Regions from separate parts of the Mus musculus genome. Here region 1 is linked to region 2. The links are chromatin contacts, called in public HiChIP or PLAC-seq maps. All regions are on one chromosome and are shown on one strand. The core of a region is the stretch at or near the end of the contact, and the rest is flanking DNA. Distances in the headings are between cores, read along the strand shown.

Region 1 (6,677 bases), core at 2,213-4,712, 310 kb after region 2:
TAGTCCTGATTTGTCTTTTTCTTTGCTTAAATCAGTTTTATTTTAGCCCAATAGTCTGTTCTTGTGGCAGTGCATTCTGAGAAATGTACCACAGATGATTCTGACATCTTATGAGTATCATAGAGTACGCTCACACAAAGCTAAGTGGCCTGAGTCATCACTGAGCATGGCTCCAACTGCAGCAAGGGTGACAATAAACACAAGGCATGAGAGCCTGCTGCCTCTGTAATGGGGCATTCTGCTTTAAACTAAAAGCTTTTCTATACATAAAGGTAATGTACATTAGTGATGAAAACAGTATGTTGACTAGATAAAGCAGTAATGTGTTATCATTGAGTATCCTTGGCCTTTGTGTGCTGCGGGGAATCAAATGCGGGCTCTGGGCAAGTGAACTGAACACTGCCACTGAGCACATCCCCAGCACTGTCCCATACAAGTCCCTTTTGTGTGACTGGTAGATAATCTCCTTAGTGGCAGCAAGGTCAAGTTCTGGCTCAGCCTGCTTCAGGCTTGTGGGAGGCTACATCTCCTCCCTGTTATTACTATTAAAAAAAAGCTGGACTGAGGCATAAAATTTATTTATGCTCCATAGTCCTGCCTGGGAATTATGGTGGCTGGCGGCCATGCCTGCCTTAGAATCTCAGATCCTTTCAAACCATCCAATTCCATCATAGGAAGCTACATGCAGCTAGTTTGTGTCATAATTCACACAAACATGGCTTTGTGGTATATTATCAACAGCCACGGCATTTTGGAATGTACCCCTGTCTTAGATTGGTATGATCTGGGATCTGGTTGCCTATCATTGACTAACCGGCCCACATAGTGCACCTTATTCCCAAATCAGACCAAAGCCACAATGTGTACTTAGAATTCTTCTTGATGAAAATTAATAACTGCCACCTGCGTGCTGTTGGGGGCGGGGATGCATGCCCGCTGAAGTCAGGCTGAAGGGTGTTGACTGACCTGCTTGAAAAAGTCAAGACAGTGAAAGGCACAGTACAAAAGCTTCTTTTGGGGAAGTCCAGGTACTCCATTCAATTGCAAATTAGCAACGATCAGGCTAGACTTAGAGCTCCTGGTGTGGGGGAGGTGACTTTGAGAATTGCAGAAAGACTACAGGATTTTTAGCCATAATCAAGGTTAGAGTCATACTTACTAGAAGATTCAGGATCTGTGTTGAAACAGGGGGAAGCTCAAAAGAATAAGCGTGTGATCCAATTCACATATACTTTTCTCCCATAAGAGGGCTGTTTTGAAACACAATAATTGGGATGCATGCATGCATGAATTTATAGAAGATACAAAAGCATGCATAAAAACAATTTTTAACTTATCTATAATTATTTAAAATGATGGTATGCAATAGATCAAATATTAATATTCTTTAATAACCAGATTAATTGCTGTTTGGAACAAGGAACAGACACTTAGTCAGGTTTTTAAGGCACAATTTTTGTTATAGTTATCCCAAACTATATGAATTTTTCTTATAATTCTTTATTAGCACCACAGCAGCTTTAATAGGATGCTGAAACTTTACTTTGAGGTGAAGAAGGATGATTTTACAACAATATTTTCTCTAGCCAAGGAATTGTTGTTGGCACATTTAATAACCAATAGCTAAAATAGGCAGCTAATATTTAATTACCATTGATTATTATTGATAACAACTATAAAAGCTTTCTTTAATTTCTGCAAGTCCTTTTGTTCTTTACCAGTTAATTTGTGTCTCACTTAATAGCACCTGACAAAGGCTTAAGTTCTCCTGTGGTGAGTTTAAGGTGAGGTCTTAGCCAATTAACATCTCCTGGAAGCTTTTGAAAATAAAATTTTGAAGCAAATCAATTTCTCTTTCTTAGATTTTCAGGACCGTGATTTTCTAGTATAGCTAAAAACCTAAGTATTAAAAGATATTGCCTCTGAATCTTAAGGAATCTTCCCTGAAGGCAGGGAGAGGTGAGGTCCCAGGAACTTCCCCAGTCAAGGTTTGCAAAACGAAAGAAATGCCACACAAACCTTACTAAGGCTGCTCTAAGCTGAGCTCTGCATCTACCCAAGCGCAAACATTTCTCAATCTGAGCACTCTGCCAGAGTCCTGGCCCAAAGCTTATCCCTATTTTGAAGTATCTTTAAAGACTTGTTTTCCTGGGTTCGCTCCTGCCACATGTTGTTTAGAATGACTCTAACTCTGAGTTACCAATTTTAAGCTAACTTTCTGTTACAAGCAAAAGGCTGCCTGACCCTTTAGGAGCTGCGTTTGCAATCAGCTCCCAGCAGGGCTTTTCCAGTCACACTAGCACTTCTCTAAATTTTCACAAAGCTCTAAACACATACACAAAACGCACAAAACAGAAACCAACAGATCCAGACACATGCAACCCTTTTCATCCTCCACGAGCAGGCAAAAGAATTAGAAGGGTAAACTTCCATTTCATAAACAAAACTTGGTCCCTCTGACCGATCTCCGGAGACTGCCAGACGTCTGTGGCTCTCCCCACTCCCCAGGGCATCCCCTGATGAGATGGAGGTCTTCCTAGCACATCTGCTGACCACAGTCCTCCGGTCCTTACAGCCTGAAGGGACAGCTGCAAATACCAAGCGCACGTTCCAGAAAACCCCATAGTCTATAAACACCAGAGAAACCAAACTCAGACAGATCCAAACTCAGACTGCGCCATGCTTCAGAGACAAGGGACGAGACACAGACAACAAACCAACACAAGGAGCACATGTTTGTTTCAGGAAACATAAGACAGACACTCAGAACAAAGACACTGGCACACACACAAGAGGGGATTCCCCGATTGTCTCTCTGTCCTTGGGAGAGTTTCAAAATCTACTTTCCTCCCACCTGATAAAGTTTCCAACTGCAGCCATTCGCCTGATTATTAAATACCTTTTATTAAACCCTTTTATTTCTCTCACCTAAAAAAGCTTCTGGAAGCTGCAGCTAACTGCCTGCCTGTTGAGTTCCTAGTTCCCGATAACTCACTGCTGAACCTAAGTGAACCCAGTGTTCCGGTTTAGCGCTGATCTAGCTTAACCTATACCAATACGAATTTTCTTTAATTCTTTTCTTCTTCCATGGAGCTCCAAACCAGCAGTGCTTCTTCCAAATGTCCTCTGCCTTCCCCAGGTTCCGCGTTGGTTCACCAAATTGTTGGGGCTGGCCTGCGGCTCTCATGTCTGGGTTCAAGCCTGGAAGGCATCTTGGAACTGAAAGAAAAGAGGGAGCCTAGGTGGGTTAAGAAATAATGGAACCAAGACAACTAGTCTGCTCAAGGTTCAAATGTTTAATGGCGGACATGCTTTATAAAAGGGGGGGGGAAGTCCATTCCCGCCAGTTCATCCTTGGAGCCCAGAACCAGCTGCAGGTGATGACGTGCAAGATAGGGTGTAGCCTCCGGAATAGCTCTGGAGGGGTGGGGGAGGGCTCTCCGCAGGTAGCAGTATCTTGAAGAGGAACAGCAGGAACAGCGATAGTGGCTGAACAATAGAGAGATCTAGGGAGGAAGGCTCCACCCTAGATAATCTCCTTAGTGGCAGCAAGGTCAAGTTCTGGCTCAGCCTGCTTCAGGCTTGTAGGAGGCTACAACTGGTGGTACAACAAACTTGCCCAGCACTACCACGAACAGATGAGCAATGCATTGTGGTAGATTGCCATGGCATCCCTGCTGTATGGCATATGACCAAAGTGGTGTAATATGACCTATGATTATATTTTCAATATTTGTTTTGTGTTCTCCAGAGATGTTATATGCCTAAGTGTGCACTATAGGGAGAGGAGAGATCCTATGGTTTCAATGAAAAGTTTTGGCAATTACAGAATAGAAAAGAAACAGCCCCCAAACAAATAATTATCCAACCATGTATTCTCAGATACCCAAATGGTTTAAGGTGTGTCTTCAGTCATGAGGAAAAATAACAGATTTTTTTCAGCATAGGAACTAGTTAAAAGTCAGGATATTTTCATGTCTGATGTACCCTGAAGAAAAGATCAGTGCTTTGGGAAAGTCTGTACTCATCTCAGAATCTGTGTGCTAGCTTATACAATGGTGAAATAATACTTTTGAGATTAGATAGTGGAGGTCTGGGGGTGGAGAGACACTGCATTAGAGCAGTCTGTTACTCCAGGAGATAAGGCAGGAGAGCTGCTGTGGAGACAGAAGTTTCTAACTTGGCCATGTATCTACTGGAGCTGTGGAAATAGCTTTTCACATTTCATCCCAAAAGGACATAATGAGATGATCAATGGCTACACTGTGAGGCATGCCTGTGAGGCCATTTTTTCCAACAGTTCCTTTCAGTGACTAAGTTATCACAAAGATATTGAGACAGGCACACTTTAGGGAGCTGGGCCTCAAAGGCTGCCCACTTCCTTTGCTTAAAAAATGTTTACAATTGAACCAAAAAATGTCTAAGACTTTCCCTAGCCACCTTTCTTCCTTTCCCTCGATTCTCTATCAATACCAGTCATTATTGGTGGTATAATGGTTGGAAGTATACAATTCAACAATATATACTAGTGTGGAGCTGGCTCTGCTGTGCCAAGTCTAGGCCCCAGTTGGGAAAGTCAGAGGCTCTAGAAGATGTGATGATGATGATGTTGTTGCATATTCTTGACTTTTGCCAGAATGCACCGTGTTTCCAGTGAAGAAAAGTAGATATACCTTTCCCAGTCCCTGTTCAGAACATGAAAACTAAAAACTTTGGCCATGGCATATATGACAGAAATAGACTAGTGTCTTAGTTACTGTTCTGTTGTCATTAAGATACAATGACCAAGGCAACTCCCTGACTCCCATATGCTTGTAACCATATAATAATGAAAAATGCATTCAGTCCAACTTCAAGTCCCCACAATCTTTCAGTCTTAAGACTGTTTAAAAGTCCAAAGCCTCTTCCGAGACTCAAGGCAATCTCTTAACACCATGTAAAATAAAAGTCAAAAAGCAGATCACAGACTTCCAACATTCCATGGCACAGGATATACATTACCATTCCAAAAGGGAGGCAAGGGGGAGCATAATGAGGAAATACTGGACCAAAGCAAGACAGAAATCCAAACTTGGCATTTCCATGTCTGGTAACAAAGCGCTCTTCAGATCTCCTTTCAGCTTTGTTGACTACCACATACTTCTCTCTCTTGGGTTGGTTCCACTCCTGACTCCAGCTCTCCTTGGAAGATATCTCATGATTCTGGCATCTCTAGTATCTCAGGATCTCCAAGACCACCAGGCTTCCCTTTACAGCTTCACTTAATGGCCTCTCTAGGCCTCCATGCAGTGACTCCTGCCAAAAGCCTGACCTCGGCAGCTTTCCTTAACAGCAAAAAAGATTCCAAAACACCTTTACTTCTCCTGTAGCCTTCACACTATCCAGACCATGTGACCAGAGCTGCCAAGTTCTGCTGCTTGCTGGAGCTGGAATGAATGAGTGAATGATTGAACGAATGAATGAATGAAAGAAAACAAACCAGATCATTCATTTACTTATTTTAGTTTTTGTTGTTTTTGAAATGAGTTTGGAGGTCTTGTCTACATCTATATTGGTGCACCACATGTGTGCCTGGTGCCTGAGGAGGCCAGAAGAGTAGATGGTTGTGAGCTGCCTTGTGGGTCCCCTGCAAGTGCTCAGGACTCTTTTCCTTCTCCTTCCTTCCACGTGATCCATTTCCTGTTTCCACCACGTGGCTTCAGTGAGGGTTGCCACTGTCCCTTTGTCAGTAGGCCCTAGGCTCTTGTTGAGACCATCAGGGTCCTTCCTCAGCACTAAAGAGATCAAGTCTCTGATTCTTTAGGATAATAAAGATGCTTTTTTTTTTGCTTTTTATTAACTTATTTAATTTCATACATGAACATAACACATTCTGATCACTTCCATCCCTCCACCACCCATCCCCACTCTGTGTCTTTTTTACTGACTACCTGGGCTCAGATATTTACTGCACTATGTTTATGTGCTTGGATAAGTTGTTTAATCTCTTTGTATCTAAATCTCCTCTTTGTAAATTGAACACATGGCTAACATTTACCATTTCAATTAGTCATTGAAAGGACTAGATGAGCTGAAACATAGAAAGTGCTCCCAACAACACCTCAAAGTACAAAACATTTCCTCTTGTAAGCACTAAATGACAAAACCACACTATGTAGCCCAGGCTGGCCTCAGACTTGCAGTGTTCTAGCCTCAGTGTGGGGTCACAGTCTACCACCTCCTCCTCTAGGTTAGCATTTTAATAACCAGATCTTCCATTGAGTTTGGCGAGTGGCGTTGGGCCAACATGTCCCGCTACAATGGTTGGCCCCACAGTGGCCCAGGGAAATGTGGTTCCGAATGACCGGAGACTGAAATCACAAGCCAGAAGATAGATAACTCCCCCTGCTTAATGGTGATTTCCCCTTGCATTTTGTCCCAGCAATGGAGCGCTAACATGCTATGCACATCTCCTACCCACCTGGAATTTTGTACATCAGGCAGAGGTTCATTTTCATCATTAATATCCATTTACTACAGAGTCACTTTTTAAAAACTGATTCCCACCTTGTCATTGGACTGCATTAAGTTTGGTTTTAAGATTATAACGTATTAATTTTATTAATTTAAAATGTGTTTTCATCTTCGTGATTTCCTCAGATTTGTTGTGATTGCTATTCTCTTTTTAATCTCTTGCA
Region 2 (6,719 bases), core at 2,871-5,370:
GCTAGGAAGATGGTACCAGTATCCAGACTGCAGTACATTACCTGCATTAACCCAGCCTTTCTTTGTGTTGCTGTAACAAAGTAGCCGAGGCTGGGAAATGTAAAGAGGTGTACCTGGCTCATGATGCCAGTGGCTAGAAAGTGTTAGCAGCACAGCACAGCACAGTCTGCTCAAGTCCCTATCTGTGTTACAGCATGATGGTGATCACATGCATGCCAAGTCGCACTGCCTAGTGAGAAAATCAGCTGAATTCACCCATTTTTTATTTTCTTTCCTTCTCTAGGAAGGTCCCACTGTATAGCTGAGGCTGGTCTGGAACTCACTACATAACCAAACCTGCCTGGTTCTCCTAACATTCTTCCTGCCTCAACCTCTGAGTGCTGGGATGACAGGAGCATGGCATCACACTTGGCTAAACTCAACAACTGATTCTCAAAGAACTAATTCAGTGCCACAGGGGAGAAGGCCCCATGAGCTGAACCTCTTCTGCCAGCTCCCACCTTAACAACACTGGGGACCAACCTCTAACATAAAGGCCTCTGGGGGATACAGCACAGCATTACTGCATGCGTTTCTTAGATCTGCACCAGCATAACTAAGAGCCTGTGCTTTGGCTCTCCCAGTCCAACTGCCTACACGTCTTTGGCAGCCACGCCTTCACGAATCTCTGCACTATCAGCAAATGCAGTCATATCAGTCTTCTAAGATTTGCTTTTCTCACAATTCCCCGATGTTTCTATTTTCAGAGTCCTGCTTCATAAGCTTTTATTCAACAATTTAGTGGATTAAGAAGTGCCAAACAAGCCAGGCGTGGTGGCACACAGCTTTAATCCCAGCACTCAGGAGGCAGAGGCAGGCAGATTTCTGAGTTCAAGGCCAGCCTGGTCTACAAAGTGAGTTCCAGGATAGCCAGGACTATACAGAGAAACCCTGTCTCGAAAAAAAAAAAAAAAAAAAAAAAAAGTGCCAAACAAAAGCCCTAAGCCAAAATGGATCCTGAAAGAGCAGAAAGAAATTTACCTTGAAACCCATGACCCACTCCACTGTACCAGTAACAATGAGGTCACTCATGTGAGTGCTCTACAGGACCTTCTAACAAAAGTTCAGTTTGTTTCTATAAAGGACAACATTTTACAGGACATCTTCCTGTGAACTGTCACCACACTTTAGCAGCCATGGTCACAGAACATACAGAACTTACTTTCCACACCCTAACACTGCTATCTTGGTATAAAACTCACACTTGTATTCAGATTACACTGAAAGCTTCAAAGAATGAAGAGCAAGCCTGGCAATCTGGAAGGCCTTCCAGAGCCACCACCAAATGCACACAGCTAGGAATGACCCAGAGTGAGCAGCCAGCACTCCAGGGCTCTGTTCACCATCTCCGTGATGCACAAGACAGCAAGATGGCTACAAAGTACCACAGACCAAGACCCCCATGAACTTGTGGTCAGCCTGTGTAGCATTCACGCTGGGGCCTCCACCTTTTCTCTACTTACTGAACCACGCTCTGCCTCAGCCCATTTCGCAACTGGTTCTTGTTCATTGCAGGATTCCATTCCTGTTTGTCCAGATGTGTTGACACGAAATTATCCACCTTCTGCCTTAGGTTCTGGTAAGCTGGCTAAGACATTCATTCAGAAGAGACCGTGTTAGTGTGTGTGCCAATGTCCTGGCACTGAGCCATTCAGGAAACTGCTTTTCAGAGAAACACATCTTCTCCTTTAAACACACTCCCACCCAACCTCAGCGTTCACCTGCAGTACAGCGGCCATGAGGCAACAGCCAGCAGGGTGCCTGTCTTGTAGTGGCTGGGCACAGTGCAGGGCACTGCCTATATATGTCAATCTACTTAAAAAAAATTATTTATTATGTGTATTAAGTATAGAGTGTGTGTATGCCTGCAGGCCAGAAGAGGGCACCAGATCTCATTATGAGCTACCATGTGGTTGCTGGAAATTGAACTCAGGACCTCTGGAAGAACAGTCCTAACCTCTGAGCTCTTGCTCCAGCCCTTAAGCCAATCTACTTCTAAAGAAACTCCACGAGCGGAAACCCTATTAGTACTATGCTGCCCTCATTTTTTTACATTAGACTTTCAGGCTTAAAAGAGGAAACAAAGGTGCCCTCTATCTCCATGTGGCCAAGGACAGATGCAAGCTGCTTCTGGAAGGAACAGGGTTTGAGGCCGAGCACTGACTTCTTACAAGTCACCTGATTTCTGAGTGTCAGTAATTTCCATCCCTAAAATGCAAACACTCCTGTCTGCTTGACTCACAGTGACTGTTCATGGCAGTATACCAAGGAAAGGCCCCTCCAAATGAAACAGCCACCCAAGCCTCAGCAAGAGTCCCTACAGCTACAACCAAGGGAGTTCTGTGAAGCGTTTCCAGGAAAGCTGTGACCCTCAAAGGAGCCTGAGGCACTTAGTCTAAATCCTCTTCCTCAGAGCTTAAGAACAAGACTAGGAAACTACCTCGTGAGTACAAGGAATGTTCTGAGCCCCTGACCTTCTCTCCAACTGGAGGCAGATAGTACCTCTTCACCCGATCCTTGGTGAATGGCATGTCAGTGTCTGCATGGCTCTGGTCGCTCTACGAGAACATGGAAGCAGGAAGGATGGCCTACCTGTGCAGATTGTGGCCTAAGACATGTCTATGTAGGGAAGACCTTACCGCACATCAAAGCCGTAGGACAGGCCCCAGCAGCCTGTAGCTGACAGCTGAGCCCCAGCTAAGGCCTACTAGACCAGCTTGCTTGGTGACTCACAGCCCTGACAGCATGAGGAGCAACCACTACCCTGGGGAGCCCTCTCAGTCAGCAAAGAGGCTCCTAGCTCCACACCTTAATCTTGGCAAGCAAGTTTTGTAATGGGAAAGGAAATGTTCTGGCTACTATATACCTGCCCCGTGACACACATTCCAAAGTTTCCAAATGAGGTGAATTAGCATTTTGTTTAACGGTAGACTGGCCTTTGGCACTGGATCTAACATAGCCATTAACTCCATTTCAATTAGTTAAATGGAAAAAAAGAAGGTGCTGATTCGACAGCTTATCCCAATTTGACCTCAAACAAGTCTGCAAATGATTCAGCTGGGGAAAGGGACTATTAACGTGCAGTCCCATCCAGCCAGTGCTAAAAATCACCTCCCAGGTGAACAAGGGAACGGGTGGAGCTTCTAAAGTACTCTACCTTTCCCATGGGTTGTAAAACACAAGTTTCTTGGGTATGGAGTGGGTATACGTGTGCAGCCATTAAAGAATCCTCAAGTTCAGAAAAGCGAAAGAACTATAAATAAATAAATAAATGAATAGATAGATAGATAGATAGATAGATAGATAGATAGATAGATAGATTGATTGATTGATTGATTTAAAAATCACAGCTGGTAAGGGCTCCAGTGTCGGGTGTGCACCACTCAGAAGATAGATAGATAGATAGATAGATAGATAGATAGATAGATAGATAGATAGATAGATAGATAGATAGATAGATAGATAGATAGATAGATAGATAGATAGATAGATAGATAGATAGATAGATAGATAGATAGATAGATTGATTGATTGATTGATTTAAAAATCACAGCTGGTAAGGGCTCCGGTGTCGGGTGTGCACCACTCAGAAGATACCGGTAGTGCCCCGAGCAGCGCGTCCCTGCCAGGCTCTCGAGGTGCCTTTTGTTTTACTCCGGGCTCTGGCACGTCAAAGCAACTGGATGGTCCGCCCCCCTTGGTCCCCCGAGGCTCAGGTACCTTAGTGTCCACGTCGGCCAGGCAGTCCCGGCGGAAGCTGTCAAACAGCCCACGGCTCTTGAGCTGCTCCACTATGAGAGCGATGAGCTGCGGGTCTCCCGGAGGCAGCGAAGCGGGATTGACAGGGCCGCCGGCCCCACTCGAGCCCCCGGACGGTCCCGAAGCCTGGCCCGCCGCGCCTGCTCCCGCACCGTCCGCCATGGCCGCACCCCGCGCCCGCGCCGGGCCCCGCGCTCCGCTGCTCCTCCGGGAGCCGCGGGCAGAGCTGCGCAGACACGGAGGGGCCCACGGAGGCGGCGGCGACGGAGGCGGCAGGGTGGGAGGCGGCGGGGACCAAGGCGCTCCCCGCTCGCCGCGCTGCCGGCGCTCGTCTAATGGCGTCACCGACGGCCTTTGCATTGTGGGACGGTTGGTTTCCTGGAGCCATCACCTATGTTCTTATAGCCCGTGTCTGGCCGTTAGAAACTACAACTCCCGGCAGGCTGTTGGCTCGCTCGCGCTAGTTTGCGGGACAGCTTGGGCATTGTAGGCTCAGAACCTACCCAGTCACGGCAGCCCTCCCAAATCAGACCTCCGGGTCACCTGCAGAACTGATTAAAAGATTACGAGTGTATCCTTTAACGACTGTGATTCAGCAGCTCTGTATTTATGCCTGGCAGCCTGTGCTTTTGACAGTCGCTCCATTCCCACGATCCCCTTAAATAATGTGATCTGGGAGATTTGGTTAACAATGGGTTAATCTTATTGTTTTGACAAAATTAATTTTTACTTTTTGTGTGGCAGGGAGGGGCGGTGGAGCGTGCGACAGCACATATGTGGAGGTCAGAGGACTACTTGGGACACACTGGTCTCTCCTGTGATGTAAGTGGTGGGATCGAACACGTATCCTCCAGCTCAGTGGCAAGTGCCTATACCCTCTCAAGCTCTCTAACCTGCCTACTAATCAAACTTCTGTTCAAAAGTTTGTACCCTTCTGCCTGATTAATAGCAATGCAGATTCATTTTACGAACTCGTAAAATAACAAGAAGAAAATAAAAACTGCTGTTAAGTCTTTTTTGCATGTGTGGATTTTCGCCTTAGCATTAAATATTGTCAGCATTACTAATAGTAGATCCAGTAAGTAGAATGAATTAGATGTAATAGTGCTGCACTCTTTAAATACGTTCACAACTACCTGAAAGCTGGCACTACTATTTCTTTGTGCAGATGCAGAAATAGAAGAACAGAAATAATTACCGTGGTCATATATATACCTAGATGAAGTATAGTAGGTGCTGTGGTCCAGTGTTTAACCTAACATATCCACGGTCCTGATAGCTAGCTGTCATTTTACAACAAGTAAAATACCCTAGCTTTTACACCCACAAGTCTGCACTGAATTCCCCACTGTTGCCCCTATTAGAAAAAAAAGTTTGGATTGCTAAGAGAGACCATCATTTCAGCTAAGTGTCTGGATGAGGCAAACTTTACTTGATCAAGAGGCTTGCTGGGGCAGGAAAGGGCAGGGGAGGGAACACACCTAGACAGGAAGTGCATTTGGTTTTTATTCTGAGGAAGGTGAATCCTGTCTTTTCTCAGTTGGCTAGGGTCCAACATAACAATCTTACTCAGTTATCTGAAAAGAATTTGTGCATAAGAAGTAGAGGAGGAAGGGGAAAGAGGTCACTGCACCAAGGAGAAAAGGCCATCAAATTCCTTTGTGTAAATAAAAAATGTCCACGGGATTCTAACATTTGCAGGTCTTACAAAGTGAGGGAGGAAAAAAAAACTTAATTTCTTCTTCTAAACACAAATTTTATATATTTTATAGGAGAGATCATATTTGATTTTTTTTTTCAAGACAGGGTTTCTCTGTTTAACTACCCTGGCAGTCTTAGAACTCGCTTTGTAGACTAGGCTGGTCTTGAACTCACAGAGATCCGCCTGCTTCTGCCTCCCAAGTGCTGGGCTAAAAGGTGTGTGCCACCATGCCTGGACAGTTTTGATTTCTTAGGTGCTTCTGTCCTCTTTGTTTCTTGGCTGATCATCAACTCATCAACTTCCCCAGCTCTCAGAACTACATCTGCTGTGGTTCCTCCTCGTCACCCATGACAACTGAAAAAGATGTGGATAACATTTACAGTGCCCTTGGCTCCGGGGAAGATGCACAGTAGGCAGTGATCCAAGATGCTCTCACCCAACATTTGCTACCCAAGAGAACTGAAATTAGAGCACAAAACAAGTAGCCACTCTCAGTTCATACTTCTTAGCAACAGCTCAGCCAGTCGCAAGGTTAAGCTGATCACAATGTGTCATGACAGCTTGCAACCCTTTGGGACATCTCAAGTCTGTTTCTACTACTGACCCATGCTGACCTCTCATGTCTGGCTCTGAGGGAGTCCTATTAGAGAGTTCAACCCTGGCCCCTCCTGGAGGGAGGGCTGGAGGCAGGGTGCCCTTCTTATAGGTTGCATTTTAGGCACACCATATCTTATTCTTTCCTCACAAAATCTTTTTTTGGTCCCCGGTCTAATTTTGTCTATTGTTGAGCTAAGTTCTTAAAGCAATTGTTGTAACTGGAAGTGAATAATTTATAGGCTGATTGGCCATCTGCACCCCGATGCCCCCAACCACACCCAGAGTATAATCTTCAAAGTAGAAACCACAACTGTTTGTTTTGACTTTGGTGCTTAGCACAATACTTGGCTAAAAGTCCCTGTCCCTTTCCTACTTGTAGAATAGCGCAACCATCCTGACAGGAATGAAGCTATGCTAAAGAGCCTTGAGCTGTGCCCTTTTGACTATCAGAATATTGAGCCAGTAGTCCCTAGTAAATCTAATGGGCTCTCTCTGAAGAAGCTCATGCTAGTAGAGGGAGTATTTAAAGTCTGGTACCAGCCAGCTGGAAAGCTTGTCGCTTGGAACAAGATTCCACACCATTCCGACAACTTTGATGGCCACTTTGCAGGAGACCATATGA

The links. HiChIP or PLAC-seq counts read pairs in DNA pulled down with a chosen protein or histone mark.
Region 1: an H3K4me3 HiChIP or PLAC-seq map of embryonic stem cells shows a contact between it and region 2, with 30 read pairs. The contact joins the enhancer-like site here to the promoter of Bod1 in region 2. A contact is called at or near these places in 17 of 39 promoter capture datasets (the C10 cell line, the HPC-7 cell line, cranial neural crest and 11 more), 1 of 15 datasets of contacts at CTCF or cohesin (the NIH/3T3 cell line), 7 of 484 Hi-C or Micro-C datasets (CD4 T cells, the N1E-115 cell line, Th1 cells and 4 more), 25 of 115 datasets of contacts at active chromatin or transcription factors (the SCID.adh cell line, bone marrow-derived macrophages, craniofacial prominence and 15 more) and 3 of 9 other capture datasets (embryonic stem cells, liver and macrophages).

What each region holds. Positions count from the first base shown.
Region 1 is chr11:31,979,324-31,986,000 of GRCm38.p6, forward strand. It overlaps 4930524B15Rik (RIKEN cDNA 4930524B15 gene), which reads left to right. Exons shown (of 5, transcript NM_026262.1): 5 at 1-328. Among named protein-coding and RNA genes, the nearest start is that of 4930524B15Rik, 17 kb to the left of the region's middle. Within about 2 kb of position 3,463, at least 13 of the 459 cell types and tissues checked have an H3K27ac peak or open chromatin away from gene starts, as enhancers often do. A contact at or near this core is called in the N1E-115 cell line, differentiating embryonic stem cells and embryonic stem cells, where this site is marked.
Region 2 is chr11:31,667,742-31,674,460 of GRCm38.p6, forward strand. It overlaps Bod1 (biorientation of chromosomes in cell division 1), which reads right to left and starts at 4,121. Exons shown (of 4, transcript NM_001024919.1): 1 at 3,760-4,121; 2 at 1,503-1,627. The coding sequence starts at 3,960.